Regions from separate parts of the Mus musculus genome. Here all the other regions are linked to region 1. A link is a contact called in public HiCAR-type, HiChIP or PLAC-seq and promoter capture Hi-C data. All regions are on one chromosome and are shown on one strand. The core of a region is the stretch at or near the end of the contact, and the rest is flanking DNA. Distances in the headings are between cores, read along the strand shown. Region 1 holds the start of Ublcp1 (ubiquitin-like domain containing CTD phosphatase 1). Region 2 holds the start of Itk (IL2 inducible T cell kinase). Region 3 holds the start of Cyfip2 (cytoplasmic FMR1 interacting protein 2). Region 4 holds the start of Fndc9 (fibronectin type III domain containing 9). Region 5 holds the start of Adam19 (a disintegrin and metallopeptidase domain 19 (meltrin beta)). Region 6 holds the start of Sox30 (SRY (sex determining region Y)-box 30). Region 7 overlaps Clint1 (clathrin interactor 1).

The links. Promoter capture Hi-C pulls out the DNA fragments that hold promoters and counts their contacts. HiCAR-type assays count read pairs that join an accessible place to other places. HiChIP or PLAC-seq counts read pairs in DNA pulled down with a chosen protein or histone mark.
Region 2: a contact with region 1 is called in an H3K27ac HiChIP or PLAC-seq map of double positive thymocytes, with 7 times the contacts expected there. The contact joins the promoter of Itk here to the promoter of Ublcp1 in region 1. A contact is called at or near these places in 2 of 39 promoter capture datasets (hippocampal neurons and pre-B cells), 1 of 115 datasets of contacts at active chromatin or transcription factors (double positive thymocytes) and 1 of 9 other capture datasets (adipose tissue).
Region 3: an H3K4me3 HiChIP or PLAC-seq map of pro-B cells shows a contact between it and region 1, with 9 times the contacts expected there. The contact joins the promoter of Cyfip2 here to the promoter of Ublcp1 in region 1. A contact is called at or near these places in 5 of 39 promoter capture datasets (the C10 cell line, hippocampal neurons, liver and 1 more), 1 of 484 Hi-C or Micro-C datasets (B cells), 3 of 115 datasets of contacts at active chromatin or transcription factors (astrocytes, large pre-B cells and pro-B cells) and 1 of 9 other capture datasets (liver).
Region 4: a promoter capture Hi-C map of pre-B cells shows a contact between it and region 1, with 15 times the contacts expected there. The contact joins the promoter of Fndc9 here to the promoter of Ublcp1 in region 1. A contact is called at or near these places in 2 of 39 promoter capture datasets (hippocampal neurons and pre-B cells) and 1 of 115 datasets of contacts at active chromatin or transcription factors (astrocytes).
Region 5: a contact with region 1 is called in a HiCAR-type map of astrocytes, with 6 times the contacts expected there. The contact joins the promoter of Adam19 here to the promoter of Ublcp1 in region 1. A contact is called at or near these places in 5 of 39 promoter capture datasets (the C10 cell line, hippocampal neurons, liver and 1 more), 2 of 115 datasets of contacts at active chromatin or transcription factors (astrocytes and large pre-B cells) and 2 of 9 other capture datasets (adipose tissue and liver).
Region 6: a promoter capture Hi-C map of hippocampal neurons shows a contact between it and region 1, with 7 times the contacts expected there. The contact joins the promoter of Sox30 here to the promoter of Ublcp1 in region 1. A contact is called at or near these places in 3 of 39 promoter capture datasets (embryonic stem cells, hippocampal neurons and pre-B cells) and 1 of 115 datasets of contacts at active chromatin or transcription factors (astrocytes).
Region 7: a contact with region 1 is called in a promoter capture Hi-C map of liver, with 7 times the contacts expected there. The contact joins the enhancer-like site here to the promoter of Ublcp1 in region 1. A contact is called at or near these places in 9 of 39 promoter capture datasets (the 3T3-L1 cell line, 3T3-L1-derived adipocytes, cranial neural crest and 4 more), 1 of 484 Hi-C or Micro-C datasets (cerebellum), 4 of 115 datasets of contacts at active chromatin or transcription factors (extraembryonic endoderm stem cells, large pre-B cells, pro-B cells and 1 more) and 2 of 9 other capture datasets (adipose tissue and liver).

The regions. Positions count from the first base shown.
Region 1 is chr11:44,468,723-44,472,402 of GRCm38.p6, reverse strand. Ublcp1 (ubiquitin-like domain containing CTD phosphatase 1) reads left to right here and starts at 1,855. Exons shown (of 11, transcript NM_024475.5): 1 at 1,855-1,975.
Region 2 is chr11:46,387,487-46,391,166 of GRCm38.p6, reverse strand. Itk (IL2 inducible T cell kinase) reads left to right here and starts at 1,652. Exons shown (of 17, transcript NM_010583.3): 1 at 1,652-1,894. The coding sequence starts at 1,757.
Region 3 is chr11:46,310,606-46,314,285 of GRCm38.p6, reverse strand. It overlaps Cyfip2 (cytoplasmic FMR1 interacting protein 2), which reads left to right and starts at 1,928. Exons shown (of 31, transcript NM_133769.3): 1 at 1,928-2,059.
Region 4 is chr11:46,233,854-46,237,533 of GRCm38.p6, reverse strand. It overlaps Fndc9 (fibronectin type III domain containing 9), which reads right to left and starts at 1,977. Exons shown (of 2, transcript NM_177075.4): 1 at 1,938-1,977. The region is part of intron 23 of Cyfip2 (cytoplasmic FMR1 interacting protein 2); the gene reads left to right.
Region 5 is chr11:46,054,068-46,057,747 of GRCm38.p6, reverse strand. Adam19 (a disintegrin and metallopeptidase domain 19 (meltrin beta)) reads right to left here and starts at 1,764. Exons shown (of 23, transcript NM_009616.4): 1 at 1,538-1,764. The coding sequence starts at 1,634.
Region 6 is chr11:45,978,231-45,981,910 of GRCm38.p6, reverse strand. It overlaps Sox30 (SRY (sex determining region Y)-box 30), which reads right to left and starts at 1,601. Exons shown (of 5, transcript NM_173384.2): 1 at 538-1,601. The coding sequence starts at 1,591.
Region 7 is chr11:45,895,403-45,899,082 of GRCm38.p6, reverse strand. The region is part of intron 8 of Clint1 (clathrin interactor 1); the gene reads right to left. Among named protein-coding and RNA genes, the nearest start is that of Clint1, 45 kb to the right of the region's middle. Within about 2 kb of position 2,087, at least 8 of the 459 cell types and tissues checked have an H3K27ac peak or open chromatin away from gene starts, as enhancers often do. A contact at or near this core is called in liver, where this site is marked.

The sequences.
Region 1 (3,680 bases), core at 606-3,105:
GATTTGTTTTGAATGAGTAGATATTCTCATTAAGTACAGGAAAAAAACCAAAAACCAAAACAAAACAGAAAACCCCAAACCTCTTAACTAAAGAACCCTCAAGTTGGGACTGGAGCCATGACTCTTGCAGAGGACCTGGGTTTGGTTCCTATCACTCATATGAGAACCGGAACTATCTTTAAGTCCAGTTCCAAAGGCAAAATACTCATACTCATTGAAAAACAAGTCTTTTAAAAAATTGCTAAGACACAAAATTTAGTTGCTTTATTTCTAACAAGCCCAAGAAATGAAAAAACCAAAACAAACCCAAGCAGGTACAGCTCTATCGACTAAAAGGAAAGACACACATGGAACCAATATTACCTTTTTACTCTCCCCTTCTGGAAGAAACTGGTTTAAGAAAACGTTTTGGATTTGTGTTTTTATAATTTTAAAATGACATTAATTTAGCCATACATGCTGGTGCATGCCTTTGATTCTAGCACTTGGGCAGGTGGATCTTTGTGAGTTCCAGGCAAGCCTGAGCTATACATAGAGAAACCATGTTTTCCCCCTCCCTCCAATTACATTAATTTTTCTGTGGGTCTGTTTGTACCAAGGCACAGGAAGTCTGAGAACAACTGTCAAGAGGTGGCCACGCCTCTTATGGGTCTCTAAGATTGAATTTGAAGTTTTAAAAAGTATCAGATATACTTATCTAGGGGCTGATGATGTAAACATTCTTCAAGTTACTTTTTAGGTCTTTCTTTTCTTTTTTCTTTTGCATAACAAGTAACACTGGGAATTTCTTGAATGGATGAGAAGGGTTAGGTCCCGTTGAGGCTTTCTTCTGTCTGAGTCAGAGTTTCAGTCTGTATCCCAGGGCTGGAACTAGAATTCCCTATGCCCAGGCTGGCTTCAAATTTATGCACTATCCTACTGCCTCAGCTGGGATTACAGGCAAGAGCCGCCTCCAGGGGTTCAAATGGAGACTGCTTTGATAGCTAAGAAAAACTCCACTTTATGTGAGGCACCCATTCTAAATTCCGAAAAGATAAGTTCCTAGCAACTCTGACTCCTTGCCCCTTCCCCATGAATTGGAAAACTGCTATGAAATGATTAACTGCTGGCTCTGATTTCTGCGAACTCCGCTCATCATTACGCACAGGGGGTGGGGGGTGGGGGTGAGGCAGTTCCTCACATAGCTGTCAATCCCACAGAAATGAAGTAATTGTAACTGCCCTTAAAAGCCCCTTTCCTGTTTTAGCTCACAGGAACTAAAGAGAGCGGCTGCTTAAGAAGAAAAACTCGGATAACTATAATTTAAACGGAGTCTCCGGTCTCTCCGAGTGACTTCGAACGCTGCAGCATTTATTTCTATGAAAGCATGGCATTCTTCTGTAAAGAGAACTAGCTTTCCTTGCATTTAAGGAGGCAAAGCAAGCACGAGTGGGTGGAGCCGACCGACACACAGATCTGGAACACCGTTGTCACACGGATATTTGTTCCATGAGTGTTTGGATCACTTTGGCCGGCTTTCCCCTGGAGTGGGCAAATTATATTCCTGGCTCCTTGCGTCTCTAGAAAAGTCTCCTCTTCAGTCCTCAAAGGTCGGCTTCATTCGGAACGCGACACTGCCACAGGAGTCACAGGGCTCCGCAAAGCTCAGCTCTGGTGGAAAAAAAAAAAAAGTCGCCACCGGGCCGGAGCATGCGCAGAACAGCCGGCGGCGGCCACCAAGAACCGGGAGGGGTCTCTTTCACAGAGGTCAAAGTCTGGAAAACACTCGGCCGGCCTGGGCTCCGCAGGCGTCACATCGGAGGAGAAACCAAACAAGCGGCAGCCGCATTTCCCCCTCCCCTACAACACATTTCCGGTCTCAACCACACTTTCCGGTCCGCCCGCCGGTTCCGGTCCCGCCCCTCGCTTCCGGTCTCCTTAGGTTCCGCTGCGGCCGGCTTTTTCGTCCGCTGTAGCTGGTTCCGCCGCGCTCCAGGTGAGAGGACGCGGGGTTCTCCGGCGCGCCTGCCTGTGAAGGCGACGCTGCGGCCGGGGGATGCCACTGAACTGCATGCGCCCCGTGGTTTGTCTCGCTGCGGTCCGGGTGGGCTGGGACTGCAGCTGTCCCGCCTGGCCCCCAGAGGCCCCTGTCCCGGCGCACTGCGGGTCGTGGCCGCAGCCTTCGCATCCGGCCTTCTCACCTGACCCCAAGGCTTCCCACGTCCCAGAATGTTCTGCGTCCGCGGGCCTCGTCCCCCGCTCCTGCAGGGTCTGTCTTGTCCTCCCCTCACGCGGGTTGTCGAAGGCGTCCGAGGCAGCTTGTTTCTGAGACTCTGCCTGTCTTGGGATACTCCCGGGGCAGTCCGGGCTGCACCCCGCGCGGCTCCTGCGGGCCGGCGCCAGGGCCCGCGGCCCAGCACCGCACGCTCACTCTTGCCGGGCTGGATGAAAAGTTCACACTGTCACTTTTGAAATTGCCGCCGTTGGCTGCTTTTCGTGATGCGGTGTTGGGCGAGAGTCGCTGTGACTTATTTTGCAGGTTTCTAATCTGTACAGTGAGGTCGCTTGTTAGTCCAGGATTGTGAAGATTAAGATAGCGATAGTTAACGTGCTCAGCCCTCACTGCTACCGTTCTCCTAGCTCCTCGCGGCTTATCAAATGCTGTCAGGTGTTAGCGCTTATCAAAACACATACATGTGAACTGACTCATCTCTGGGTTTGGAAGGCTGAGGGCTAGAGAGGTAAGAGACTAGGCAAACCCAACACAGGATGTTAGGCAGAACTCCAGTATAAACATACGTTGATTACATATCCCATAAAAATGTCCTCTTTGAGTTGGATCGCCATCACCACCCACTCCCACCCCCCAATTTGGGGGACAAATGTGATAAACCATTAGCATTGTATGAGAAAGTATAAAAATGCCCATGCTTTTTTTGTCCTGCATGATTCTCAGTAGTGATGAAATGAGATTCAAAAATTAAAAAAAGTTTTAAGAACTTAAGCTGGAAAGGTTTGTATAACCTTTTTTTTTTTTCTATGCCCAGAGTCTTGGGGCATTTGACAACTTGTCTTTACCATTTGTAGCACAAGTTCTTTATGAAGTAGTGCCTGTTGTTAAGTGCATGGGGCCCATGCCATTGGCAGGTTTTTCTAAAGCCGGTAACAGAAGAGCCTAGAGGAGTAGCATGCTCAGCCTCTACCACCTCAGAGGTGGTAGAAAAAGACTGGTTAAAGTGGACATTGTTAGGTCTCTTTCCTTATTCTGATGATACTTCCAAGAAGTCTTCATCAAATTTAAGTCAGTGGTATTGGTTGAGAACCACTGGTCAAAAAACTCTCATGGTCTCCAGACTACCCTGCCCGTCCAAGCACCGGTTAGCTCAGCTCAGCTCAGCTCAGCTCAGCTCAGCTCAGCACAGCTAGAAGCCTTCCTAGCTCTTACGAACAATCATTCCTGTTTCTGTGTCTTACAGATTTCAAATTGACCCACATGCCTTTTTAGCCAAGGTCATAAAACTTCTTAGGGCAGATTCTGCCTAACGTGGCATCGTTGCCCTAAGTTAGCATGCTTGCAGGTTTTCTGCAGAACATTAACATATGAGTAAGTAGGTCTAAGTGGGACTCTAAAGGGAAACGGACAGGGAAGCCAATGTGAATATGGATTTGGTACGCTTTTCGAAGCACAGTAATAGATTTCT
Region 2 (3,680 bases), core at 403-2,902, 1.9 Mb before region 1:
ACAGCCAGGGCTATACAGAGAAACCTTGTCTCGAAAAACCAAAAAAAAAAAAAAAAAAAAAAAAAAAAAAAAGTCTACCTCTTTTGTACATATTTTTCTGTCTTAAAATCTCAGCTTATCCCTTCTCTCCCCTCCCCTCCCCTTCCCTTTCCTCTCTTCCTCTTCCCTCCCCGCCTCTTTTTGCCTTCATTATTCAGCAGCATCCAATGTATGATGTGAAAGGAGGCTGCAATTAGCAATTACATCTAAAACTACACAGGAAAGTTGTACTGCCTCCCTCCCTTTGTCTCGTCCTCTGTTCTTCTCTGATGAGCTGCCTCTGCCTGCCCCGGGACTTCTTGGCTATTAACTTCCTGGTCACATAAGTTCTACACCATAACATTATCCTGACTCAAAGGTCAGACCCTGTGAATTGTCCACAGGGCAGATAAGCTTTAGTTCCCAAAGAGCCCTTACAAGGAGGTAGCTTGCTGTCTGTCTGTGTGTCCTGCCTCCTCATTAGAGTCCTTATGGCAGAGGAAAATAGGAGAGAGGATTCCATGTGGGAAAGTCTGAAAGGCTTCCCAGAGAACGTTGCAGGTCGGCGAGGCTGGCAGTATCTCATAGGCGCTCACTGGAAAAGAAAGAGACAAGAGAGAGTGTTCAGACACAGGACACTGCATTTTTGAAGTAGCATACACAGAAGGAAGCCAGGCACACCAACGGTGTCCAAAGGGGCCCCTGCAGTGCCTCATACAAGACCCCTGTTGCTTCCTTTCATAGATGAAGGAACTGATATTCCAAGCCACTGGACAGTGGTAGGTAGTAGAGATGGAATTCAAACCGATAGGTAGAATAAACAGCCCTGTGCAGATCTCTGCATGCCCTAATCCCTATAACCTGTGACTGTGTGTTGTTGGGTGATAAAGGGGAATTTACATTCCAAATGGAGTTATAGCGCCCATCTGCTGACCTTAAAATAGGGAGCCTGCCCTAGACGACCACTGTGAGAAGGGCCCAGTGTGGTTCTCAGGATCCTTAAATGGAGCAGAGGTAGGAGGAAGAGATTTTGGCAATACAGAGCAAGCAGGGCTCGACCTGCAGTTTGGGGGTTTGAAGATGGAGTAAAAGAGTCAAGACAGAGGCCACCAGAGTGTCCCTCAGTAGGGAGGATGGTCGCAGAGGCAGTGTCCCCTAGAGATCTGCAAGAAAGGCGCACAGTCCCACAGTCACCATGACTGTCACTCAACCAGACACATTTCAGACTTCTAAACTAGAGAATTGTAAGGCGCTTTGAGCCTTGTGGCTCTATGGCGCTTTGAGCCACTAAGCCTGTGGCAGGCAGTCCATGATAATAGCAATGGGAAACTTACATACAAGCTGAGCTCCATTGACCCCTGGATCCCTGTTCTTAGTCCCTTGTTTACATGACTTAACTGTTGTCAAGGCTAAACCAGGAGCTAGAAGAATTATAAGTGAACTCCTCTTATAATTCTAGGTTTCTTCAAACTTCTTTTTCAAACCATATAGCTAAGGGTACGCATGTGCCTCCCAGCTTGGTGAATTTTGAAAGGATGTGGTCATGGCCTTTGACATCAGAGGAGGGAGCTCAGCGGTGAGGCTGGCTGATGCTGATAGAAAAGATAAGGTTAGAGGCAAGTTGCCTTTGAACGACTCTCTAAAGATCAACTGCATCCTGTCTCAGTCTCCGCTGCTCCTCTCCTTCAGTCGCACTGCGGGGTGATGCCCAAGGCGCATCACTTTTCAGAACTGGACCATGAACAACTTCATCCTCCTGGAAGAACAGCTGATCAAGAAGTCCCAACAGAAGAGAAGGACTTCTCCCTCGAATTTTAAAGTTCGTTTCTTTGTCTTAACGAAAGCCAGCCTGGCCTACTTTGAGGACCGCCACGGGGTATGAGAAGGCTTACGTTGTGCTTTGTTTATTTTGTTTATTTATTTTGTTTATTTACTTTGTTCTGTGTTTGGACTGAGCTGATTCCTGAGATAAACTTGAACACCTGGGATGCAGGTACAGTGTGTTTTGGAAGCCACCAAGTAGAGTTAGAGATCGGAAGAAATGTGGAGAGTTCTGAGACTCCAGTGTCAGTTAGATTTGGCTATTTCAATTCTAAAATCTGTAGGTTTAACGTTCATACATTTCTTATGTGGTGAATGTTGTGGATAGGACTTGAAGTTTATGTAAACATGAAGTATATGTGGCATCTACAGTCTGTAGGACAGTAAAATATTAACTATGGCTTATTAAGACGTAAGGGGAAACCTAGCTCAACTTCCCTGTTTTACAAAAGAAGTGGTTCTTAGACTGTGAAGGGAGGTCCTATGTAAGATTTTCACGACTTGAACTCTGCTTATCTCAATGGTCATCACTGCCCTGAGGCCATGGGGTCCTACTTCCATTAAAGTGACATTCTAAAGTTGGAAGGAACAACCCTCTTTGTGGTAAAACATCTCAGGAGACTGGGGGTGTGGAACACAGAGTTTCTGCCTGCAGACCAGGGATCCCGCTAGAGTGTGTCGGCTCAGCTGGAGGCGTCTAATGACATCTTCGTGCACAGCAATAACAACAAAAGCAAGCGAGTGTGTGTTAATACTACAGTGTGACAGGAGCACTGGGTGGTGCTGGGAGCTTAGCCCATGGCTAAGTCCTCTCTGAGGCAGCCAAGGGCCAAGAGCATTGGCTGGGGCAAGACTTGGTCTTTTGAGAGTAGGGTTGCTTTCTAAAATAACCTAGGTCTATCTTGACTGCAAGTTACTCCGAGGCCAGAAGCTACTGGATCTGCTGACACTTGCTGCTAACGGCAGGGTGATTTAGGTAATGGTATATTGATGTCACACCCTTCTCAGTCCAGGCAGCCAGAAGCCCCTCTGACTAGGCTGGTTAACTCTGTGAACCAGAGAGGAAGGGAAGCGAAAGAATTAAGATGCTTTATACAGGCAAATATGCGCAGACACATATACATTCACACATATATTTACACTTTCATTCACATTCTTATTTGCACGTTAACACATTCACATTTTTGTTGGGCCCAATCACCTGTCTCATACACTCCACAAGCATTCATGCATGCTTACATACACACATACTCCTACGAACATACATATAGACAAACAGACATATACATCTGGATAGATAGATGGATGGATGGGCAGAGCCCCCCCCCCCCCAAGCCAAACTATCCAACTAACAACTTAATTTCTTTCCTCTGGCTTTTTTATACCTTCTCAGACAAAAATTTCTTTAGAAAATTACCTCAGAGATAAAATGTTACACAAATTTGAAGTTACAAAAAGATGTTGATATTTTAGCTCAAAGGAGTGTTTCATTCTATATGCTTGTTACAAGTTCAAAGCTTTTACATGGCCCTGGCTTATCATAGTTCATATCTGTGGTTGTATCCTTGGGCCTAAATGTTTTTCCTTGAACACAAATTTGTCCCAAGTCTATTTCTCTTTTTAGTATAATTATTAAAAGCTCATTGTATTTCTTATTATGCAGCCTTTTCTTACTATTCTGAGGAGTGGGCACATTCTATTCTTGACTGTAACCTTATTACAACTTTCTAGCAAAGCAACTAAGACCATCTCTTAAAACTTCCTAAAATTATTTGAATCAAATCGGGAATTCTATAGAATCATTATTAATTCATCTAAACAGCATTAATTCATGAACATTC
Region 3 (3,680 bases), core at 679-3,178, 1.8 Mb before region 1:
GCGTCTGCAGTCACTGTGGACTGAAATCCTGAGGATCCTGGTTGAAAAAAAATGAATTTTAAAGTAAGACGAAACCTGAATTCTGTTTTTAAAGCCATCCCCCACAAACACCCCCACAGCTTTCTCACATGGCATCAGAAGGGGGGGAAAATGTATGTGTGTCGCTATATATGTAAGTCATCGCTTCTGAAATAGCAGTTTAAATTAGACAAGTGATGTAACATCAAACCACATGGGAGCGTGGTTTCTGAGCCCCGGGGGAAGCATGTGAGATGCAGCTAAGTCTTCTCAAGTCCTTGCCTGAGATTTGCATACAGTGGCTCCTCTATCAGTAGCCATTTACAGGGAACAACTGTGCAAGTCTAAGTTTGTGGCGTCTGGCAAGCATTGGAGAAGGTTCTCATGACCCAAGATTTTATTCCTTGTTGCTCTATACATAAATCAGGCTCTCAAGTACTTTCCAATTAGTTCCCCTAAGAGGGCAGGCTGGAGAGATGGCTCAGCAGTTGGGAGCCGTGGCTACTCCTCTTGAGGACCTGAGTTCAATTCCCAGTACCTACATGGCATCTCACAATTATCTGTATCTCCAGTTCCAGATTATTCTTGGCACCAGGCATGCATGCGGTACACATATATGTGCATGCAATCAAAATACCCATACACACAGAATAAAATAAATACTTTATATACATACACACACACACACACACATATATATATATATATATATATATATATATATATATATATATATATATATATATATATATGGTACCCAGAGCAACTATTATTCCCTTTATTGCAGGTACTGCATCTCCCACTCAGAGCAGTACCATGCTGGGGTGGGTTCAGGTCAGGACTGAATGCAGCTGGCCTCATCCCTACCTAAAGCCCTCCGAGTTATGTCTCAAGGAGCAATGGATTCTTTGAAGAGCCCTAAGCAGCATCTAAGAGGCTTCTGTCTCCTCAGCTCCTTCCTAGGTTTGCCTAAAAGTCAGCTTATCATGATTTTGTCCACGAGTCAATTCTACCTCAATGGGATCGACATGGGCACGCGCGCGCGCACACACACACACACACACACACACACACACACACACACACGCACACACACACATAATAGCTGTACATTTTTACACTAAGAAATGGAAAGGAAGTAGATGTTTCTCTTTGTTTTTAAATTATTACATTTATTTATTGTGTGTGTGTATGGGTGTGTGTATGTGTCTGTGTGTCTGTGTAATGTGCATATATGCATGTGGGTGGAGGTCAGAACACAATATACAGAAGCTGTCTCTCTCCTTCTACCTTGTGGATCCTGGGAATCGAACTCAGGTCATCATCAAGCTTGGCTGCAAGCGCTTTCTCCCGCTGAGCCTGTGCCCTCTGAGCCCGTGCCCTCTGAGCCCGTGCCCTCTGGGAAGTTATTCTTCAAGTGGTGGAAGGGCTCAACCTCTCACTTAGCCTGCTCCCTTCTTTGGGAAAGCAGCTGTCATTGGACTCCTGTTAGGTCAGTTAATGCTGGCAAATAATAAGCTCCAAGCGAGCAGGGGCTCTACTGCACACTAGTGCGTGCCTGGCTCTTGGCAAGATGCTTGGAACAAAACAGGTAGTCGATAAAGATGTGGTGAATAAATGACTATATGAAAATAATTTGACACCGGGGAGATGCGAAAGGAGCTGACGCTTCCTTCCTTCTGGAGTGGCAGGTGTCGCTGGTGATGCAGGCGGCAGCAGGAAAGTCGTCCCTCCTCCACCTCCAGAGTCCGGAGGCTGGATACTCTAAGGCTGGAAGGTATGGGTTCAGGAGGTTGCAGGTCAGGGGTGCGCAGGGAGCCCCTCGCCGCAGCCATTTCCGGCTCTTTGTGTGACAGCAGCCGCGGCGAAGGGGCTGGGCACCGCGGCCAGGGGAGGAGCCGCGGCAGGCGGAGAGGCGGGGCCGCGGGCGGGGCGCGGCGGTCCGCCGGCGCAGCGGCGGAGCGGGGCTAAGCATCCTGCGCCCCGGCGCGGGGCCCTGCGGTAGCCTCGGGTCCCTCCCCTGGACCTGCCACCGAGCCAGGTAAGGGACTCTCGGAGACAACAGGGCTGATGCAGGAACCGAAATGCTGCCTAGGCGGTGGATGCGTTCCTGAGGATGCGCGAGGGGCGGGCGCCACTTCTCCCAGCCCGTTGGGGGCGCTTGGCTTGGCGCCCGAGGCTACACGGCTTCAGGTCCCTGGAGGCCGGGCTACAGGCCTGTGTTGTCCCTTCTCCCCTCGGCCGCCCCGGGCGCCCTGGGCAGGGAGCGTTTTCCAGAAGTCGTGGGTACAGCGCAGAGCTCCGCGCAGCAGCCTCAGCGGCAGCCACAGCAGGTGCGTGGCCTGGGCCGGAGCCACCCGCCCTAAAAAGAGGCAGGGATAGTCTCGGGGACCAGGGATACCTGCAGGGGCCACAAGCCCAGAGGGGGCTACATCCCTGCACCTACATACTGCAGATCGCCGGGCAGTCCCCGCCTCTGCGGTCGCGGCCACCATCATTCAGCCAAGGCCAGAGAGAGCTGCCTGGGCCCGCCTGACAGGCAAGGGGGTACTGGGCGCCCGCGGTGAACCGAAGCCGGGTGGGGCCGGGGCCACAGCGGCACGGTTTGGGAGAGGAAAGCTCTGATGAGCCGGGAGGCATGGCTGACCTGCTTCGAAGCGTTCTGGCCTATACTAGCGCCTCTCCCCTGGATGGCTTTGGGGAGGAGAAAGGTGGGGTGATGGAATCCTAGGGGTCAAGGTTTCCTTCGTATTTAGCTGCCCACCTGTCTGTTGTGGGAGATTGCCACATCACCTTCAGGAAGGTAAGCCCTCCTGTGTGTACAGGAAGAGGAGTAGCTTGTGGCTAAGGGTGGGGGCAGGGAGCATGGTTGAACCGACTGTTGGTTTTCTCCCGCGACTATCTGGGTGTTTTCCAGTCCAGACTTAGAACTTGGCTAGCCCAATTCTTTAGTGCCCACAGCCCCACAGTTGGGCAGGAAGACTTAGGGATCAGACTGACGACTGACTGTTGCTCCTAAGCAACCATTTCTACCTCTTGACCCCTTCCCTTAGAAGTGACCAGCCTTATTCTTGGGCACAGGCCCTGCAAGAACCATTGCCTAGCACTCAGTGACACCCCCCCCTCCCGCCATTGTCGGAGGACAAAAATATAGATTAATATCTATAGTCGGGATTGTAAGTCCTTGAAGGTAGTTGTCCCTACCACCATCCCCCCTTCTGTGGCTTTCCCCCCCTCCACCCGATGCTCCTTGGGTCCCTTCTCTCCTGTCAAACTTGCTTGAGAAAGGAGCCAGTGAGTGGTATTTATCTTGAAGAGCTAAATACAAAAGGTTTTCCCATTGGATGTAGAGCAGGCGCTTCTTAAGTCATGGGATCAGAAAGGAAGCCGAGGATAGGAGACATTTTAATAGGAAGCAGAGCTGAAGTCAAAATATTTGCTATCTCTAATGGTTGACTTTCCGATGTAAGCTAGATGTGGCACTGATACTGTGGTCAGAATGGCCTATGTGGCAGCTGCCAGCTTCGTTTTCTGTCAGGGCTGCTTTGGCCTGGTGGGCAGGAGTACTGTAGGAGTGTGTGTGTGTGTGTGTGTGTGTGTGTGTGTATGAGAGAGAGAGAGAGAGAGAGAGAGAGAGAGAGAGAGAGAGAGGCAGAGAGAGG
Region 4 (3,680 bases), core at 728-3,227, 1.8 Mb before region 1:
GAGACAAAAGAAAATGGACGTCCGGAGGTTAAGCTAGTAAGCCAGTGGTGGAATACAGGTAGGAATGAGGACTGGCTCATGACAAAGCTAGCAGCCCTCAGGCTCAAGATGTACCCACATCATCCCGGCCACAGCCCATCCTGGCTGAGATCCATCACTGACAGTGTCGTTCCCAGCCCTTCCAAACACAGGCAACGTGAAGAGAGCTCTGAGGGCCTACCTTATGCTTCTCAGCTCAGTCCTGACCTCTTGCCTCTGCTGTGAATGCTGTAATGTTACCTAGAACATTCTGCCCAATGGCTTTTTTTTTTTTTTTTGACAAGTTACTTTTCCCATGACTAGTAGAGATTCCCTCTGGCGCCCCCCAGTGGCGATCTACCTCAAAGCTTCTGCAAGTGTTTTGTTTTGTCAAAGCCCAAGGTGCAAGAAATTAGTTTCTCAGATCAAGGTCCTCAGCTCCCAGGATAGCTTAACTTCTAATTGCCCCATAACTTCTAAAAGTAGCAATAGTACTATGACTTTTGTGACTGTCTAACCCACTAGTTCCCAACTTTCCTAATGCTGTAACCCTTTAATACAGTACTTCATGTGATGGTGACCCTCCAACCATAAAATTGCTTTTGTTGCTACTTCATAACTGTAATTTTGCTACCGTCATGACTTGTAATGTAAATGTTTGTGTTTTCCAATGGTCGTTTGGCCCCCAAAGGGGTTGAGAACCACAGCAAATCGGCAGTTGCTGGATCCAGGCTGTGCCAGGTGGCTTCTCCCACAATAACAGACTCCATTCCCATCTTATTAATGAGCGGCCTGGAGTATCAGCTCACAGGAAGAGAGAGAACTTACCCACTTAGCCACTGTATTTCAATGCAGAGCCCCTGAGTTCAGTAATAGATTATTATTGTTGATTATTTATTATTATTATTATTATTATTAAATTATTGGTAAATGAGGTACCCTGGTTGGCTGTATGGCAGATGAGCCCTGTTCAGATTGTAAGCCTTTCAGCTTTGGTAAAGGAGAGGCATCAAGGTTTTTGGGTTTTCTTTCATTCTCTCCGATTGAGAGAAAGCTTTCCTTCTGAATCCCCCCTGATCAAAAATCTAGACAAGCGTTGCCAGGCTCTATATGTTCCGGTCTCCCTCTGCCTTCTTCTCCATTCCCCATCCCCAGCCAGAAGTGCAGATGCTGCGGAAGATTGAAATGGCAAGCGGGCACGTTCAGCCCAAAGTGAATATTAAGCCAAACTGATTTCTGTTTCTGGGCTTGTGTTGTTAGGCTAGGTGAGCCAGGGGAAAACGTAACAGCGTGAAGTAAGTTTTCAGTCCTTGGTTTCCATCTCTAAAGACAGTGACATGCTTGAGAAAGCAGCTTCCTCCTCTCCACGTGGCTGGGAATTTGCACCCAGTAAATGGGAAATACAAAAGATGAGGCAGGGGTGTACAGAGCCTCCCAGAGATGGCTTTCAGAAGGAAACGGACTTACTCTCCCTCGGGTCTCTTGATGTATGCCCACCTCCCCACCCAGGGACCTACATACCCAACAAACACACTTCCAACCTCCGTAAGTGGGCGGAATTCATACCCTGTTAATACACAGGCGCCCTGTAAGGCCCTCCCATCGGGGTGATCGGGCATCCTGTCCTTGTACACATACCTCCCCTTCTGCTTGCCTCCCCCCTGCTGCTGGCCATCTTATAGCCTGGGTTCCCTGCAGCAGACGTTTCTAAGAGCTTCCACCGAGACTGCTTCTACAGCATCTCCAGCTTCCAGGGACAAATCCATCTCTTCGTATTTATTTTTTTTTTTCTCCCCGTCTTCTGTTTTTAAACTCTTCCCATTTTTAGCTATCCAGTCCCCACAGCCTGGCCCCTCTCCAGGCAGAGTGTGAAAGGAAAAGCCATTTTTATTTCCAAGACAGCCATCCATGCCTCTTACCTGATGCTCGCAGTGTGTCTGGTATAGACGTCTCCCCTCTGAGCCGGAGCGGACCGGATCCCAGGTGACGAGCTTCTCCCTCTTCTCCCTCCTCCGCACCAGGCTCTCCTTGATGTTTCTCACTCACCACTGAGTAATCCCACTGTCGCCCCCAACGCTCACATTATTCATTCTTCAGATCAGCATCATTCACCATGGCAACCAGCAGGCATCTACGCACAATGCTTTCAGGGACCAGTCTGAGTAGGCTTTTGCCAGTGAAAGGAGCTTTGGTTCCTTCAGCAAGAAACGAGCAGGTTGAAAAATTTTGCAGGTTGATCCCCAAGATAGCACATTCTTCTAGTGCTTGTGTATTTTCTCTGTAGTTGGCGCTCTCTCTCTCTCTCTCTCTCTCTCTCTCTCTTCAGGTACACATGTTCATGTCATACCTATGTAGAGATCAGAAGGCAGCCCTTAAGTGTCATTTCTCCAGAACCGTCTACTCTCTGTTTGAGACAAAGTCTCTCATGAGCCTGGAATTTGCACCCAGCAGGCTAAGGCCAGCTGGCCAGTGAGCTTTGCAAGCTCTGAGGTACAAAGGCACACCCCCGTGTCTGGCATTTTTATGTGGGTTCTGGGGATTGAACTCAGGTCCTGAGGCTCCTTGAGGTAAGGGGTTTACTGCTGAGCCATCTTGAAGGCTGACCAGTGATCATTGTCTTACTCCATCTCCATCTGTGGATAGTGGTTTCAAATGCAAAGATGCCCTTCGGTTCTGTGGCGAACTTGTCCCCTCCTTTCCTGTCCCACTTCCCCCCTGGAAATTCTCCCCCTCCTTCCTCTCATTTCCTGCAGTGCCTCTACATGATGGTTCTGGGCGAGATTCTTGTATTGCCTGGATCCCAGTTCCTTCAACTCTAAAGCTTCGAACACCTCAGGGGCAAAACACGGGTACCAACATTTCAAATACCCTTGTCAAGATTGCTCAACCATTATCTCCCATGGACTGGTGGTCCCTCAACATGAACTTTAGAGCATGGCTTTAGAAGTAGAGCCTTCATGGGTGTTAATTAGTTAAGGATCGCGAGATGAAATCACCCTTGATCACTTCTATGGAGTCTTTCTAAGAGAATGAACGTTTGAACCCATGGAGACACACACACAAGAGGAGGCCATGTGGAGGCAGAGGCAGGAGTGGAAGCAATGGATCCATGAGCAGCGGGCGGGGATAGGGGATGGGGATGGGGGGACGGGACAGGGGAGCTGTCCTGCAGACGTGCTGATTTCAGGCTTCCTGTCCACAGAACTGTGTGAGAAAGCATCCTGTCACTTATGAGCCACCATGTTTGTGCCAGTCTGTCACAGCATTCTAGGAATACAGCACATCTCCCCTCCTGGCTGAGCTCACACTCAGCCTTGGAGTTCTGAGCACAGACATATGAATGAACGGCTGCTTGCCAGCCAGCCAGCCAGTCAGCCAGTCAGTCAGTCAGTCACCTGGAACTGACGCGAGAAATGGAAGCTGCTTAGTGTTCCTGGGGCAGATGGGACCCAGTCTGCCTTGCCTTTGAGGACTCCTGAATTTTCTGTTTATCCCAACAAATTCCTTCCTGGTCTCCTCAACATTACAAAAATATCTCACTGTCATCTGTCCAAGAGCCTGGACATGTCTGAATGGAGGGTGAGATGAGTTCTAAATTTGTGTGTGTGTGTGTGTGTGTGTGTGTGTAGTGTTCTGGTGTATGTGTGCAGATGGGTGTGACT
Region 5 (3,680 bases), core at 515-3,014, 1.6 Mb before region 1:
TCATAGTTTTGGGAGATGTCATGATTTGGGAAGCACCTTTTAAAGTGTATGAATGGTACGATTCCAGATTCATCAGTATATAGTCATAGAAGGACAGGAAGGGGGAAAGGAAAATATTAATAGCAACTGCTCATTTGGGGATCATGGGTCACTTTACAACTCGTAGATTTTGCTTTCTCCCCGGGTCTGCAGTCACTCTACCTCACTGACTGTTCTCAAGGCCTCCAGATCCCGTGAAGTTTACTTTCCTGTCTTTCTTCTGTGCAAATGGTAGGCTGGAAAATCAGACTCGAACAGGACCTGGCTCCCTCTTCCCCGAGGAACCCCACACCCCAACAAAAGGAAGAGCCTTCTCCTATCCAAGGCAAAGGAGCTGGAGCGTTGAGTGGAGGAAACCCTCGGGTCAGGTTCTTGCAGGGATGGGGCGGGGGCTGCAGCCTGCCCAGCCCGTACACTAGGGCGTCGTTAGCTTGATTTAAAAACGCTGACGGTTGGTACAGCAAGCACCCGCGACCGTCTGGAGTCAGCCCAGCTCTCCAGCTGCCTCAGAGCTAAGGCTAAATAAGCTCTCCCGGGTCAAGATGACAGAAGCCAGGCATTGCCCCTCCGGGACCGTCCCTTCCGCGAAATCCTATGAGAACCTCTGAGGGATGCGGCCCGGGAGGGAGCGGTGCCTGGGAAAACAGTTGTGAGAAATAGGCATTATCCAGCGTCCAAACTGGAAGCGTGGAGCCCATTCCATTTTCTTCACATGAAAACTGAGGCCAAGAGGAGATAGGCATTGGGTGAGGTGGAAAGAAAGCTCCGGTTTCCAGTATCAGATCTTCAATGTGGGGCGTACTTATACACACCTGGGTTTTTGTTAGTGAACTTCAGCTTACGATCTGCATAATGGGTGCGCATGGTTCTTTTATGGTCTTTCAGAGATGCTAAGTGTACAGGCAGAGATAACCAGTAAACCACCCTACCCTAATCTCTCGGAAACCTTTGATTTTCTATCCCACTGGTATGCTTTTGACACCACCACCCCCCCGCCCCCAGCAAGATCCAGGGAGTGGTTCCCTCGCCGATTCGGGATAGGATGCTTGGGGTGCTCCTCTGGGGATGCTCTGGGGTTGCTAGAGCAGCGGGCGCAAAATAGCGATGAGAGAGAGGCAGAGCGGAGACGAGCAACCTCAAGAAAAACAGCAAAGATAGGAAGAGCAGCGGAAAGAGAAGCCCAAAGTAAGAAAACACGGGGAGATGAAGAAAGGAAGGCAAGCAAAGAGAGAGAGAGAGAGAGAGAGAGAGAGAGAGAGAGACTTACTGCTTTCTGATTGCAGTGAGCGCACTAGCTCCACGACCTCCCGTGGCTCACCACAAGAGAACAAAGCCTGGGCTCCTAGGCTTGGGGGTGGCGATACTCACACCCGGGGAGTGGCGGAGTCCGCAGGGATAGCGGTCATGGAGCTGCCGGCATGCAAGAGCGACTCTCAGACCCTCAGTCATCACCACCACCCCTAGTCGCCTCAGAACCCATCTGCGCGCTGCCACTTACTTGTGGTCCATCCCGGCTCGCACGCCGCCAGCGGCCAATGTAGCTGCAGAGCGAGAGCCAGCAAGCAGAACCGGGCGACGCCCGCGCGCCCGGGCATGATAGCAACGGCCCTCTCACTGTCCGCAATCACACATCCCCTGCCATTGCCTGCCCCCGGCCTAGCGGCGGCGGAGGTTTTCAAGCAAACGCCGGCCTAAAAGCCACCCAGCCCACATCCCAGACGCTCCGCCCCTAGCCCCTCAGGGCTCTGCCTGGAATGGGAGGAGGGGAGGCGCCACGCGGAGGAGGGGGTTGGTGGTGGCTGGAGGGACAGCAGTGGGAGGAGCGAGGGAAGCCCCCCGGGAGCATCGCTGACTCAGGTGAAGGACACCCAGGGGAAGGGATGATCCGAATTTCTGAAGTAATCAACCATTCTTGAGGCCTGGGAGATTACAGGACTGGGGTTGAAAGTGTTAAACACACACACACACACACACACACACACACACACACACACACACACACACTTCTGCCCCACTGTAGCTAGTTTACTCTATCCCGCTTTATGCTAAGTACTTTGGGTGACCAAGACAACTCTTTGTAGCTCTACCTTCCAGGATTGACTACTCTTGGAGTCAGGCTGTGAAAGAGTTAATTCCAAGGGACTGAAATGAGTGCTAAAAGAACTTGTTTTCCTATCGGGACTCCAATCTGGGCCTTTAGTCCAGGCCTTCTGACACGGGAGGTGGGGGGTGGAGGGGGTGGGGTTGCAGATCCAGCATCCCAGAGGACAGGGCTTCTGTACTCCAGAAACAGAACACCAAGCCCAAGAAACAGTCTAGACAGGATTACAGAGAAGGAGGGAAGCCTTGGGCTGTATAGGTTGGGGACAGGAGAGAGCAGAATTTGGGATGGTTAGGGTTTAGGATGCAATGGAAGATGAAGCCCACAAATGATGGCTATCACTAAGAAAATTACAGTAGCAGACACTTAGGACTTAGCTTTTATTGACATTCCGTACGTGCTAGGGCCTCTGATAGTTGATCTTGTCATGAGTCCGCTGTGGACTGGAAATGTGTCTCAGCTGGTGGAATGCTTGTCATGCACTCATGAAGCCCTGGGTTCCATCCCCAGGACCTCGTAATTCCAGGAGTGTGGTGCACCACTGTGATCCCAGCACTTATGGGGCAGAGGCTGGAGGATCCAAAGTTCAAGGTTAATCTCTGCTACGTGGTGAATTTGAGGCTAATCTGGACTCCATTGACACAGTGTAGAATAACAGTGATAATTAGGCGACCATCTGGAGGGGGTAGGTATTGGCTTCATCTCTATCTCCCCTCTGGGGGAGGGGAATCAAACCAGAAAAGCATTAAGTCCCCTCACCAAAGGTCACAAAGCTAATGTCTGGGTTTCACTTAGAGTCTGTATATTTGCTATTACAAAGCCTGGTGCAACATGCCTTAGTTGATGAATGAAGAACAGAAAAAAGAGATAGCCAGAAATAATCTGTATAGGGTTGGTTAGCAAAACTCCAAGGGAGAGGAGGCTCTGGAAGGGGAGTCTCGCACCTACATTTGTCAGTTCCTTTCCCCATCCCCCACCCCCAAAACCAGGCCAGGAACTCTCAAAACCAATGCACCGTGAGTCTGCAAGGCTCTCACAGAGGGAAGGGATCAAACCATTCTTACCATTGGTGTGGACAGGAACTGTGTGAGTTCTCTCCATCTGCTGTAATGGAAAAGCAGATAGTGGCTTAGAGAGTTGCCTTTCTCACCCCCAGGCGGCAAGGGGTGTGACTGGTCTGAGGCATTAAAGACTCATTTGTCAGTCCTGGAAAGCTGGAGTGTCAAGCCCCACGTGTCACCAGGTCAGATTCTGATAAACTCTTCTATTCGTTTGTAAACAACTGTGTCTTCACCTGGCCCTGTCCATACAAGTATAGGGAGCGAGCTCCGGGGTTTTCTGAGGAAGCCTGTGCTATGTATGAGCCCATCCTCACGGACTCTAGCCTAATTATCTCCTTGTGGGTACCATCTTCTTGTACAGTCACACCAAGGCTTGGGTTCCAACATATGAATGGGGGGGGGGGTAATTTAGTCCTTCACTGTCATGCATGTCATTTGCTATCACCATAGAAATGGTCTAAGGCTGGGCGTGGTGGTGC
Region 6 (3,680 bases), core at 352-2,851, 1.5 Mb before region 1:
ATGCTTAGATATATGCTTTAAATATATCTTTAAAATATATCTTAAATATAATCACTTCTTTTAAAAATCACTTGGCTTATTTTTATTATTTCTAAAAGCTTTAGCTATATGCTATATGTATGTTTTCTCTCAGAAAAGTTACTGTTCTCTTTTAACATCTATAGTCAATATAAACAACTATCATTTTTCTCGAACACTGGTATATTTTATTTCTTGATACACATAAACCTAAGAAGCTACTATGATAGAAAATTTGATGTTATTTTATATAAACTGAGGAATCTGTATCATCTAACAAGGCCTTCTGTTGAGTCTATTCTCTTAATCTGTTTACTAAGTCTTAAGAGTGACTGTTTATAAAAACTGTGGCAATACTTAAGTGTATTTTACCAGTATGTGGGCAAATCAACCAGAAGCACTCCCTGTGCAAGCTAAGGGCCGTACCAGGATTCTACTTTTCGAGCTTCAGCTCCTGAACTGCTAATATGTCTGTGCAACACAGACCTGTGAAAGCCAGATTCCCCTGGCTTCTAATACCTGCATCTGAGGGCAGCACGGTGAGGGGGACATCTTTGGTTTCAATTTTTACAGAAGGCTCCAGCAAGGACTGCATTTTAATAGGCACTGGTGTCAGGGGGACTTTGGACAACCGTATCAACTCAGAAGGCGGAGGCCCCTGAAACTGGATACGGGCTCCAGGTGGGACGGTGTGGAGTGTCAAAGGGAACCTTAGGTCTTGCTGGTGTGGCCCAAAAGCACTAGGCGGCTGGGCCAGGATGGCCTCCTTGCTGCTGTGGACCAGGCCATTGGACGTGGCCTCCGTGCCCAGCCTACAATCGTCCCTGGGTCTGTCTGGCTCCTCCGTCTTGATGACTCCTTCTCCGATGGCCAGCAGGCTCTTGCCTTCCCCGCCTTTCAGCGCATCCCTCGGAGCCTCCTCTGCCTCCAGCTTGGCTTTCTTCTCATCGCTTCGGCGGCCGTCGAGGGCCTTCCCGGTGCCATCCAACTTGGCGGCCCTCGAGGCTCTCGGGCCGGCCTCGGTGGTCCTCCGAGATCCCACCGACAGGTCCAAGCCCGCCCCCAGCTCTTGCTTCTCGGCCTTGACGAGCAGCGTCCGGGGCTGCATGGGGTGCAGCTCCGGCCTGCAGGGGCCTCCGTCGGCCGCGGACTGCGGAGGCAACAGCAGCAGCTCCGGCCTCAGCTGCAGCAGGCGCGCCTGCGCGGACGAGGCGGCGGCGGCAGCGGCAGCGGCGGCGGCGGCTGCGCCCTCGTCGGGAGCCGGAGGCACCCCCGGTCCTCCGGGAGGCAGCAGCAGCACCTGTTCCGGCTTCACTTGCAGCAGGCGTCGCGTCCCTGCCGCCTGCGCACCCGCCGCCGCGGCCTCCCCGCACGACGAGGCCACCGCGGCCATGGCGGCCGTGGCCTGAGCCGACGGCGACTGGGAGCGCTCTGCGGCCGCGGCCCGGAAGGTGGCGGCCTCGACGGGCTGCGCGGGCGGAGCGGGGCGCAACGGGCGCGGAGGGGTGGGCCGCGGCGGTTGGCGCGGCGGCGGCGGCGGTGGCGGCGGTGGCTCCGGCCTGGCTCTCTCCATGGGGGAGGGGGCGGGCGGGCCGCGGCCGGGATTGTGAGCTCAGCCGTTTGTTGGCGGCCTCCCCCTCCCCCTTTCGGTTAAGACCCTTCCAAGGCCTTGGCTACCCAGAACCCTACGCGCTCCACAGACGGGCTCGCCTCGCCCAATCAGGAGCGGCCCGGTGTCTCCCGCCAGCCAATCACAGGCACGTTCCCCGGCTCCTCCCACCCTCCACACTAGCCGCGTGCGAGAACCCTGGAATCATCCGCCATAGACCGGGCCGAAGCTCCTTGTGTCCCATTTTCCACGCCTCTTCACTCTCCCTCTCTTCCGGATTCTCTTTAGGCCTTGACCTTGGTTACCCCGCCCCCTCCTGGAGCGCGACAATGGCGTTGCCCAGGAAACCCTTCTGTTCCACGCCTTTACCAAGGACCTCCAGGGATGAAGGCGTGGGCCTTTCTTGCGGGCTGGGCTCTCGGCCTTGTGTGTTCATAAAGCCGGAGTCTGATAGGGTCTTCTAGTCATTCTCAAGTATGGGGACACCTTGGAACTTATAACTGATCTTACTGGACCTGGTTTTTGACTAGGTATAACTATTTTACTAGTTGAATTTTCAGTCTGCTTCCAAGATGCGACCCAGATTCATCCACCTTTTGAGGTCCCACCCACCATTATCCTGCTTAGGCTTCCATTGTCCTTCTCTAATTCCATATGGATGTTACAGTTCTCCTGAAGTTTTGCTCTTCACCTATGTCCCACTACCTCCCGACTGCCAGTTGTTCTAAAAATACAAGTCAAACTGTCACATTTCCCCCAAATCTTTCTGCCGCTCCCACTGGTTATGAGATAAAAGTTCGAAATTCTTAACCCCGCAGAGCCTGATAAACCTGATTAGTAGCTTAGGCTATACCTACAGTTTGAGTTTTTTACACTTTCACCACATTGCTTCCCATGCTATTCTTTTTCATCACAGGACGCTTTAGCAAGTCAAGCATTTATGTCTCTTGTAACTCCCGTTTATTTTTCAACTTGGAGCTGAACCGGCATTTCAGAGAAAACCATGACAGCATTCGTTCGAATCTCTTTTATGCACTCACACCTGATCATGTCCTTTGAAGTGCTTTCTTTGTGTGATTATTCTGCGCCTCTTCCAGTTGATTGTTACCTCCTTTGGGAAAGAACTGCTTTTGTTTTGCTCATCATTGACTCCCCAGTGCCGACTGTTGAGTAATTGTGCAATAAATGCTTATTGAATAAAGAAATAAGAACTGCCACAGCATAATAAAATAGTAATACTATGTATATTAAGGGCTCATTTTAAGGTTTTTTTTCCATGTGTGTGCCTCTTCTTTTAAGAAGGAGTGTGTTTAGTTTTTATTCAATATTAGCAAGTAAATGAGAAATTATCAACATTTCCTGCATCACTAGACATCCTGACTAAAAGTTACAGCTCTATCTTGAGGAAGATAAACACTATAGCCAAGGCAATTAAAGATGAATTCTTTACTAAAAGTTAATGCTCTATCTTGAGGAAGATAAACACTATAGCCAAGGCAATTAAAGATGAATTCTTTCTAATGCTCTATAGTTCATACATCTATACATGGAAGAACACAACACAGATGGACAACTAAACCTGTAGATTGTGCTTAGGAGGTTCAGGCAAAAGGGTTGTTATAAGTTTGAGGCCAGCCTGAGTTATCTGTCAGTTAAAGTCCAACTTTGGCTACAATATGAGATTCTGCCTCAAATAGACCAAACTATACTAAACAAAACTGGATTTTTAAAAGCCTTGCTAGGTTCAACACCCTAGCATCTCAAAAAAAAAAAAAAAAAGTACTTAGCTTAAAGAATAGAACAGAATATAATTGTTACACTAAGAAGACATAAATATTTTTAAATTAAAAAAATACCAAGAAATGAGAAAAAGAACATGGCCTTTACTGAAGTAAAAGCTCCAATCAGTGTTGGAAATAAGGTTAACCTATGTTGTCTGCATAGTAATGAAAGGGAAGGATATCAAGCAGAGTAGACACACCAAGCAAACAAAGATCTTGAGAGACTGAGAAAACTATGTTAATGTGTATTTTAACATAAGAAATGCAGTAGA
Region 7 (3,680 bases), core at 838-3,337, 1.4 Mb before region 1:
TATATAAAGTAAGTGACTAATTTCTAAATAATCAGTAAGAACAAATATCTCCACTAGAGAAAAAAAAAAAAAGAGCCCAGACCATCAACAGGCAAAGTCACAACTGGCCTATAGAATACATGTTCAGACACAGCACTCAAAAACGTGATGTGATTCTCTCCTCATCAAAGACTCTGAGAGGCAGGACTACCTCGGTTTGGAACACAAAAGAATTTAGGAAAAACCTCAAGCTAAAACACTGAAGTGCAGAAGAAATGAGGGTCTCTTGGTTAATGACTTTATAGACGATGTGTAGCTCACAGCGAGTGCTTCTGGAGACAAGCAGAAGGGAGATCAGAAGGAAAGCTGTCCTCAGCCAGAAGCCACAAAGCTTTGCCACACAACAAATGCTGAAGTCTGTCTCACTGAATCCGCACACACTCCATCTAGGAGGCAGTGTGCAGAGCTCACCTGAGCAGCTAGCTGGGAAGCCAATGTAGCAGGAGCAGAGGTGCGGCCAGTCTGGGCTACGTGGCAAAGTCTCATCTTAAAAAATTTACAAATAATATTCACTAAACATTTTTATAGTTAACCTTTGTGTATTTAATTTGGGGCAAAATGTTTTCCACATTTAAAAATTCATCGTCATCATCAGTGAAAAAAACCACTACCAACTTCTAGTAAACAGAGCTTAAAGACAGCTTGCACCCAAATGCAAGAGGATTGACTGAGGCCGCCCCACTGTGCTTCCAATCCATGTAAAATGCAGGTAGGTTCAAATGATAAGGAATAATTTGGACTTGATACATTTTCAGTCCTTAAAAAATGTTTTTAAGCCTGGGAAACGTGATGGCAGTGCACGCCTTTAATCCAAGCACTCGGGAGGCAGAGGCAAGCAGATCTGAGTTCGAGGCCAGCCTGGTCTACAGAGTGAGATCCAGGACAGCCAGGGCTACACAAAGAACCCCTGTTTTGTACTAAGCCCTATTAACACAGTTTTTCTAGTTGTACTGGTGACACGTTTCTCTCCACTCTCACTCAAGAGACATACAGCTTGTGGAGCAGTAAGTTAAGACCTAAATTCCTTATTCACAAAGGGACAAAGCCTACAAGGTTGACTCACACTAAAAGAGAAATGGAATGTTTTTAGCATTCTATTTTTAGTTGGCTTAGTTTCTAATTTTAATACCTATTTTCTAGCACTGACTTAGGAAAACTTTCTGTAGCAGGCACTGAAACATCATCTCTAGAAGACTAACTGTAATGGAAGATTATGATGGAGCATGTATCAAAACAAACTCAAGAACAAGATGACACACAGCCTAGGTTTCACATATGCAGTTATAAATTTGGTCAGATAGTCTACAGATTTTAATCAAGTATTTTAGCACATTTTAGCAGATATTCTGTAAAATGCTAGCAATGATGATGTAAACACACACACACACACACACACACACACACACACACGGCTATGGAGATGCTCATCTGCTGAGGGGGCCATGAGCAGATGCTTGCTTACCTCACTGGTGGTCTGTGGCCCTATCACTTGCATGGGAGTCTTATTATACATACAGGACATCTGGCAGGTCCTTACACAGTCTCATGTGCAAGTGCTAGTTTTTAAATTTAACTTCCTTCTGTAGCAGAACTTCATTTAAGATCCACGGCTAAATATATATTTCAAATGAAGTTATTAAAAAGTAATTCTGATGTCAAACCATGTTCAGTTGCTTTTGAGATAATATTAAGCTAAATTTTAAGGGCAAAAAACCTTGCAGATTTCATTTAAATTCTGCCTCAGTTACTATATTAATTGTTATATGTATATAAGTCAGTCTACCATTTACACCAGAGAAGAAAAAACACTCAAAGGGTTCTTTCTGCTCAAAGCAATTTTTTGTTCAAAGAAATCTTGGGTCACAGAGGAGGAAAGTCATGGCATACAGATGATCTTCCCAGTTACTTAATTCTTTGACTTAAACAGGGCCTTTTCATAGTTCGTGCCAGGAAGTCCAAAATAACTGCTATTCTGTGACACATTAGATGGCTGTATGCTAACTACCAGTTCGCACTGTAGCTCCAATCTTAAATATACAGAGACAGCACCCAGCGGCTGTTCAGACACCCAGGGCAGCGTTCTGCTGCTGTGAGTGTGGCAGCCTCTCTAGGTCACAGTCATTGTAGAACAGTGACAGAAGGGTCTCAGAACCAGGTCAAACCAGATGCCTTGCAAGTTTATTCCTAGGCCAGTAGTTCATGACAGCATGAGAGAAAGAAAAGAACTGGTGGTTTTACAATCACTAATCTATTTATGAAAAGCAATTTATATCACGGACTTGTGCTTAAAGCAAAAAGCAAGTCCAAAAGCTTTGCTTTTGGGAATTATTTACACAACTTGAAAACAGCTGCCCTTTGGACATTAGTTCAACCTGCATCCTGCTCATCTATATTTGAATGTAATCAACTTTAAAGAGCCTTAGAAAAACTATCCTTAAAAAGCTCTTACCTTGAGCTATTTTTTATTGGAATACAGTAGTTTATTAAGACTGTAATCATCAAGTGCAATCCTATGGTATCCAAGTTGTTAGGAATTACTCAAAGTTAGCACACACTGGAGATCACAAGAAGAAATCCTTAGTCTCACCACTGAGACAGGCGTCATCCACTGTTCAATGTGATGTTCTCCCCCTTCTCTCTGACAGATCTGGGTATTTTGCCCAGGTTGCCTGGAGACCCTCTCAACTCTGCTTGCCAAGAGCTGTAGGCACAGGCATGTGCACTCCACCCTGGCCACAGCCCTCTTCCAATAAGCTTAATAGGAAGTCAGTTATATATATTCATATAGTGCCCCCTTCCCTGCAAAGCACCCAGCATGCTTATAACTAGGTAATTACAGTCAATTATTGCCCTTTGACTGACGATTACTTCCTTTATTTGACTTTTCCAAGAGCCCAAGAATTCCAGTGTCTGGGTCAGCACACACTCGCTGACAGATGAAAAAGTAGTAATGAGCATATATCTGCTTTGACAACCATAATGAAGTTTAGGGCATGTAACAAAAGCATACAGAGTAACACATATTTTTATAAAGGAAAATTTAAAAGGTGAATGTTAATGTAAATTTTCACATCTTAACAGCTTAAACATGCAAACAACAAAGCCTCCAAACTCTTTGTGAAAAATGTCATCAACATATTAGACTCTGAAGGAGGAAGCAGTATGGAGAGGAGAGGAAGCCCTGTGAACTGAGACATGTCACAGTGATCTGAGGTCACATTTACCAGTCACTGAGACTTGTGGACTACAACCAACAGTTTTTCCTCTCAAGGCCTAAAGGTCAGAAGGTTTAAAACTAGGTGAGATCTTTCTAAAGCTTTGAGAAATGGGTGTCTGACTGTAAGGCCGAGAAAGCAAAGGTAACCCACATAGTCACTCATAGGCACCAAAGAAATTAGGGTAAGGGGTTACCAAATTCTCACCTTCTTCCTGTTAGGCAGTCAAATAATTCTCTCCAAATAGCAGAGAATGCTCATTAATTTCACATTAGTAAATCCAGGAAGTATTTCTGCAGGACTGTAGAGTCCAGAGTCACACAAATGCTTGGCAAATGCTCTACTAAGAAACTATATCCCCAGTTCCCTTTCTAAGTTTTATTTTGAGACAAGGCCTCTTTGTTCACACTAACCTTAAATTTGTGG